2 separate regions of the Ovis aries genome follow, and region 2 is linked to region 1. Evidence: chromatin contacts called from public Hi-C data. All regions are on one chromosome and are shown on one strand. The core of a region is the stretch at or near the end of the contact, and the rest is flanking DNA. Distances in the headings are between cores, read along the strand shown. Region 1 overlaps MCF2L2 (MCF.2 cell line derived transforming sequence-like 2). Region 2 holds the start of LOC101103203 (LINE-1 retrotransposable element ORF2 protein).

Region 1 (2,700 bases), core at 134-2,633:
CATTTTAAAGCAAGGCAGCTGCATCTGAGGTTTTTGCCTAGTGCTGAGGGTGTCCTGATTGAAAAATGGAAAATAGGGGAACCAGCCGAACCATGAGAAAGTCATACGTGACATAGACTTCAAAGTAAGGAGATCATCACAATTAGGAACCCTGACTGAAAACATGGGTGTTATCAGCATGAGCCTGTGGAAATGAACGCTAATCACATGTCCTATCTTGTTCTTTCTTGACAGGTTATTAGTTCAGTTGGATGAAACAGAAAAAGCCTTTAGTCAGTTCTGGTCTGAGCATCACCTGAAGCTTAATCAATACCTACAACTACAGCACTTTGAACACAGTTTTTGTGAGGTGTTATTTTCTTGTTTAATAAAACTTCCTTTTATGGTTCTGTTAGGGGAGTGCATAGTTCTGTGACTTCTGGTTCTCTCTTCCCCCTTAAATTCTGGGTATCAGGCTCTGCATCCTCTCCCTAGTCCAGTCCCTTCCATATATTTTTGATTCCTCTTCTCACCTTTTTAGTGGGGGTAGCAATGTACCAGAATCTCATTTTCCCACATGGTATTTCAGTGATGGTTTACCTTCCTTTTTGATTCAGTGTAGCTTCGATATTCCATCTGCACATTGTCTCAGCACCCCCAGGCGGTTTTTTTTTTTAAACATAATTCATTTACTTTAGTTGGGGATTAGATGATATACTTTTAACATTATTATTTGCATTTTGAATTTATTCTTCAGTCATTCATCACATTTATGATGTATTTATTATGGCATTTCAGTACCCCCAGCTTAATCTAAAAACTGATGAGCTGTTTAAAAAAAAGTCTATATAGATATACACATATCCTGAATCGTTTTTGGATTTTCAAGTTGTCTAGAGTATGACAAGCCTATACCTGAAGATGGGATGTCCATTGGCTTATTTCTGGGCTTTCTAACATGTCTTATAGGTTAAGCTAGCCCTGGACAACTTGTTGGCAGAACAAGCAGAGTTTTCAGACTTCGGAGACAGTGTGATGCATGTGGAACAGCTTCTTAAGGAACACAAAAAACTGGAAGGAGAAGGCCAGGTTGGTTTGTTTGCTTTTTCCAGTTTTGTGGACTGGGAAGAAGGTCCCTGTGGATAGTGACAGATCACGGCCACCCATTAATTGTTAGAAGGTTGCCAAAAGACACAGGATTGCCCAAATACTGACTTTTTAGTGACCCCACTCCCACCCTCAGGTCCCCAGGGAATTATGCACATTAACAACTATGAGGAATAATGCAGGCAGTACAGAGTTCTGTTAAGGCTGCAGGAGCACCCAGTTGAGGCTAGAGGCTTAGATGGGGTTTCAGGTGGCCCTGCCCATTCATTCAGTGACAGGGCTAGGGAGGAATAGCAGGAAGTAAGGTCACATTGGGTGTGTTACCCACTGGGCCGGATGTGGAGGCAGGCTTGGTGGTAAGGAGGGGAAACTTTAAAAGGAGAAACCAGAAAAAAAAAAAAAAAAAAAACCACCTAGCTTTATAATAAGCAAGATGGTGAAAAAGGGGAAATTGGTCCACATTAGTTCTGTTGCTACACAGAGTTGGTAAAGCTTTCTCCTTTCTCATGCTCAAAGAGTTATAAATATCAGACTTGTAAAGGAATATATGCCTCAAGTTCTCATACCCAAATTAAACAGTTTCCCAGATCTGTACACAGATCAACACTTAGGAGTAGGTCTATCTTCAATCTTTACAGGTTTGGTTGTTACAAATTAAGAAAGACCAGTCAGTTCTTACCAGAGAAGTTCCTCTCTGCTTTTCTTTAATTAGGGTCCCTTTTTTGTCTCTTGGGAAGTTTTCTATAGTTGCCATTTCCATTCTGAGCTAATCTGGAGGCGTCCTTCCTCTAGATTATGGTAGATGGTGATTTCATGGTACTAGAGGTTTGCTTCTCACAATGTGATCCTTTGGCCAGCAGCATAGATATCACCTCAGTGAGAACTTATTAGAAATATGGGGAAATCTCAGGCCCCGCCTCAGAATCAAAATCTGCATTTTAATAAGATCTCCAGGTGTTTGACATGCACATTAAAGTTAAGCGTTTGACATTCACATTATTGTTAGAGACATTTTTTGTTGTCGTTTGGTTGCTAAGTCGTTTCCAACTCTTTGTAACCCCATGGACTGTAGCCCGCCAGGCTCCTCTGTCCATGGAATTTTCCAGGCAAGAATACTGGAGTAGGTGCCATTTCCTCCTCCAGGGGATCTTCCTGACCCAGGGATTGAACCTGTGTCTCCTACGTTGGTGGGCAGATTCTTTACTGCTGAGCCAGTGAGGAAATTCCCTTAAAAAATGGTAACAAATGTAAGCCAAGTCCAGTTTGGCTTTAAGAGCTATCAGTTGTGAGTTCTGAGCTGAAAGTACTTTTGCAGTGCATGAGCATACAGGCCCACCTGAGCACAGACTCTCACTCAGCAGTCCCACCCTTCCCTTGTGAGCACCCTGTTATCCATGATCGTTGACAGCTAATTGCTTTAGTGCTGAAGGCATGAGTTATGAGAAATGTTTATTAAACAGTGAAAAAAAGCTGAATTTTGTGTATGTGATATCTCTGTGTCTTGGAGTCTCCAAGATACTCAGTCTCAGAGTCTCAATTTTATGTAATTTTAGTTTTTTTCAAGTGAACTCCTTATTAAATGTGGATACTATGTATTTTCATTATATACATTCA
Region 2 (2,792 bases), core at 266-2,765, 67 kb after region 1:
ATCTACGTAAGGGTCATCTGAGTAAACAAATGACTCTGTCACTTCAGGAAGCAAAATAAAATTTGGCAAAGTCAAAGGAAAGCGTGGCCAGGACCTCCCCGCTTAGAAAGAGGTCTCGTTTCCCAGTTATCCCGCCCGCCTACTTCCTTGTCTGTATTACCCCAGCCAGTAACTCACTGAAAGCTTCCCCTGTCTGGCGGTTTCCCAACTTCTAACACGACGCAGGATCTCTACCCGAATTCACCCCTGCAGCCTAGGTGTGGGCGCAAGGTTGGGGGCCCCACAGCCGGGAACCGAGGCCGGCAGGGCGCGGCGTTCCCCTCCCGGCTCCCGCGCTCCGGCCGGTTTCGGCATCGCGGCGCGGCGGCCGCCTAGCTGGAGCTCGTAGGAATGGGGACCGGCTCCGGGGAACTTCGCCCTACCCCCCGCCCCGGAGCTCCGGGCCCCCCAGCCTACCTGCTGCATCTGGATGGCGGCTCGGCCCAGGGTCGCGGTCGCCAAACGCCCGCCCGCAGGCCCGAATGAACAAAGGCGCCCCGGGGAGGGAACGTGCCTCTTTCCCCGCCGTACTCTCGGGCAGCGGGCAGCCTTGCCCCGCGGCGGATAGGGCGGCCCCAGCTTCCCGACGCCTGGCCTCGCGCTCCGGACCAGGGCCGCGAGCCGACTCCAAGCCCGGTGTCAGCTACAGCCTCGCCTCCTGGGCCCCAGAGCTCATTCCAACCTGAAGTCCTGGAGCCGCCGTGCGAGCGACTCTCCTCCCCTCTCGGCCCTGGCGACCTCGCCTGGTCCAGACGAAGCAGAACAGACTCCTTTCCCGCAGTCCGGGAGCCACTCCGGCTGGGAGGCGCGGCGAGGCGGCCGGGCCGGGCAGGGGCGGGGCGGAGGCCAGGCCGGCCAGGAGCCCTTGCTGCGGACCAAGGGAATCCGTCTCCCCTCACAAAGAACAAACCAGATGAGGAGTTGCGAATTATCCCCGCCGAGCAGGCTGGAACTTTCCCCATTTAGTGATCCGGAAGAGAAGACTACATTTCCACCTACAGGCGGCCTGGGCCCCAGTTAGGATGCGGTGGATGCGGAGCAGTTTAAAAAGAGTACGATTGATCACACATATTAATTCCATATGAAACAACTGATCTCCATATACACTGCATTAGGAGGCAGAATTTGTTGGACAAGTGATCCTTTCGTTCAGAACACGCAACGGTTTACTCATCTACGGGAGATAAGTTTTGACTGATTGAGCCGCAGTTCTCTGAGCACCTTATTTTCCTTTTCAGAGCGAGAGTTCTAAGGGCAAGCTAGACTTTAAAAGATCTCTTGTCACACCGCTTACGCACCCCCGCTCCGAGCTTCAGGGGGCCTCAGTGACAAAAGAAGGAAACTCAATTTTACTGCATACAGCTTTGCGACAGCGGTTCGTTTCAGGAATGCAATGGGCCGGTGGGAGAGACTCACTCCGCCCCGCAATGAGTTTACTTTCAAGCCCAGCTTCATTTCAAAGAAAACGTAAAGCAAAACTCACCAGGACCAGCTCCTTAAACTTCCAAATCGCAGGTCGGCACTCCGCCGGCATGGGAACTAAAGTCATTGGTCTCCGGAACAAAACTTACTCGTTTTAAATTTTAGGCAGGGGCTGGGGAGTTGGCTCTCGGCTGGGCTTGCTACCCCAGCGGGAAGCGGGCTGGAGCCGGCTGAAAGCTGGGGGACCCAATCAGGGGCTCCCGGCGGAGGGCAGGGGCGCGGCCCGTGAGCAGCGTGCTGCGTTTCCTGCACTCTTGGCGTCACTCCGAAGCCCAGCCTGGCCTGCCCGGTAGCCACCACCCCAGCGTGTAGGTGAAGGTGATGCGTCCGGCCTGTCTATTCCTGTCGGTGCAAGGCAGCTCCAGGAAGTGCTTCTCCACACCTCTTTAGTTAATTGAGATTATTTACTCAGATCATCAGACTTGCCTGGTGGCTGATGGTAAAGCGTCTGCCTACAATGCGGGAGACCCGACTTCAATCCCTGGGTTGGGAAGATCTCCTGGAGAAGGAAATGGCAACCCACTCCAGTGTTCTTGCCTGGAAAATCCCATGGACGGAGGAGCCTGTAGGCTACAGTCCATGGGGTCGCAGAGTCGGACACAACTGAGCGACTTCACTTCACTCTCAGATCATCAACTATGAGTCAGGATCCACCTGAATGTCCTCTTTGAGGTGTTTTCCCCACTCAGAATACTTAATACACATAGTAGACAAAATCAGAATATAAATTTCCACTGAAGGGAGGAAAGTATAAACAAATCATTTTGGGGGGTTTGGTTACTTATTCCCCAGATGTTGTTCTAGCATCCTCCTTATAGAACAAATATTGTCATTGAATAGTGGTGATATTTTGAACGATTTTATAATTGTACAATATTATTTAAGAATATGACAGAAAAAAATTTAACCCTTTACTTCAGTAAAGTAAAAGCTTTGGATTTGTTATTGTAAAAGGAATTAAATAAATTTTAAAAAAAGGAATGGCAGGTAATGACTTGAAAGTAGATTATGGAATCAATTTGAAACTGTAAACACAACATTGTACTTGTTATTTCTAGCTAGATTTTTAAAGAGGTGTTGTAATTGCTTTCTTTAGCTCCTTAGCATATGGAGCCATGCGATTATTTTCTTTTATATATTACCTATAGAGAGTGTGGCTTAGTATTGCTATTATCTACTCAAACCCAGTATTCCTATTATCTACTCAGACCTCATGACATGTCTTATCACAGATAGAAACATTTAGGTATTTTGACTTGTAAGGGAGTCAC

What was found. A called contact is a pair of places that touch in the nucleus more often than the background predicts.
Region 2: a Hi-C map of blood shows a contact between it and region 1, with 3 times the contacts expected there. The contact joins the promoter of LOC101103203 here to the enhancer-like site in region 1. A contact is called at or near these places in 4 of 16 Hi-C or Micro-C datasets (all in blood).

What each region holds. Positions count from the first base shown.
Region 1 is chr1:204,564,653-204,567,352 of ARS-UI_Ramb_v3.0, forward strand. It overlaps MCF2L2 (MCF.2 cell line derived transforming sequence-like 2), which reads left to right. Exons shown (of 28, transcript XM_060419927.1): 9 at 235-349; 10 at 949-1,068. The region is part of intron 4 of LOC101103203 (LINE-1 retrotransposable element ORF2 protein); the gene reads right to left. Among named protein-coding and RNA genes, the nearest start is that of B3GNT5, 67 kb to the right of the region's middle. Within about 2 kb of position 1,384, at least 7 of the 54 cell types and tissues checked have an H3K27ac peak or open chromatin away from gene starts, as enhancers often do.
Region 2 is chr1:204,631,590-204,634,381 of ARS-UI_Ramb_v3.0, forward strand. LOC101103203 (LINE-1 retrotransposable element ORF2 protein) reads right to left here and starts at 1,516. Exons shown (of 6, transcript XR_009601696.1): 1 at 457-1,516. All of the region lies in intron 15 of MCF2L2 (MCF.2 cell line derived transforming sequence-like 2), which reads left to right. B3GNT5 (UDP-GlcNAc:betaGal beta-1,3-N-acetylglucosaminyltransferase 5) reads right to left here and starts at 1,713. Exons shown (of 3, transcript XM_042233934.2): 1 at 1,523-1,713.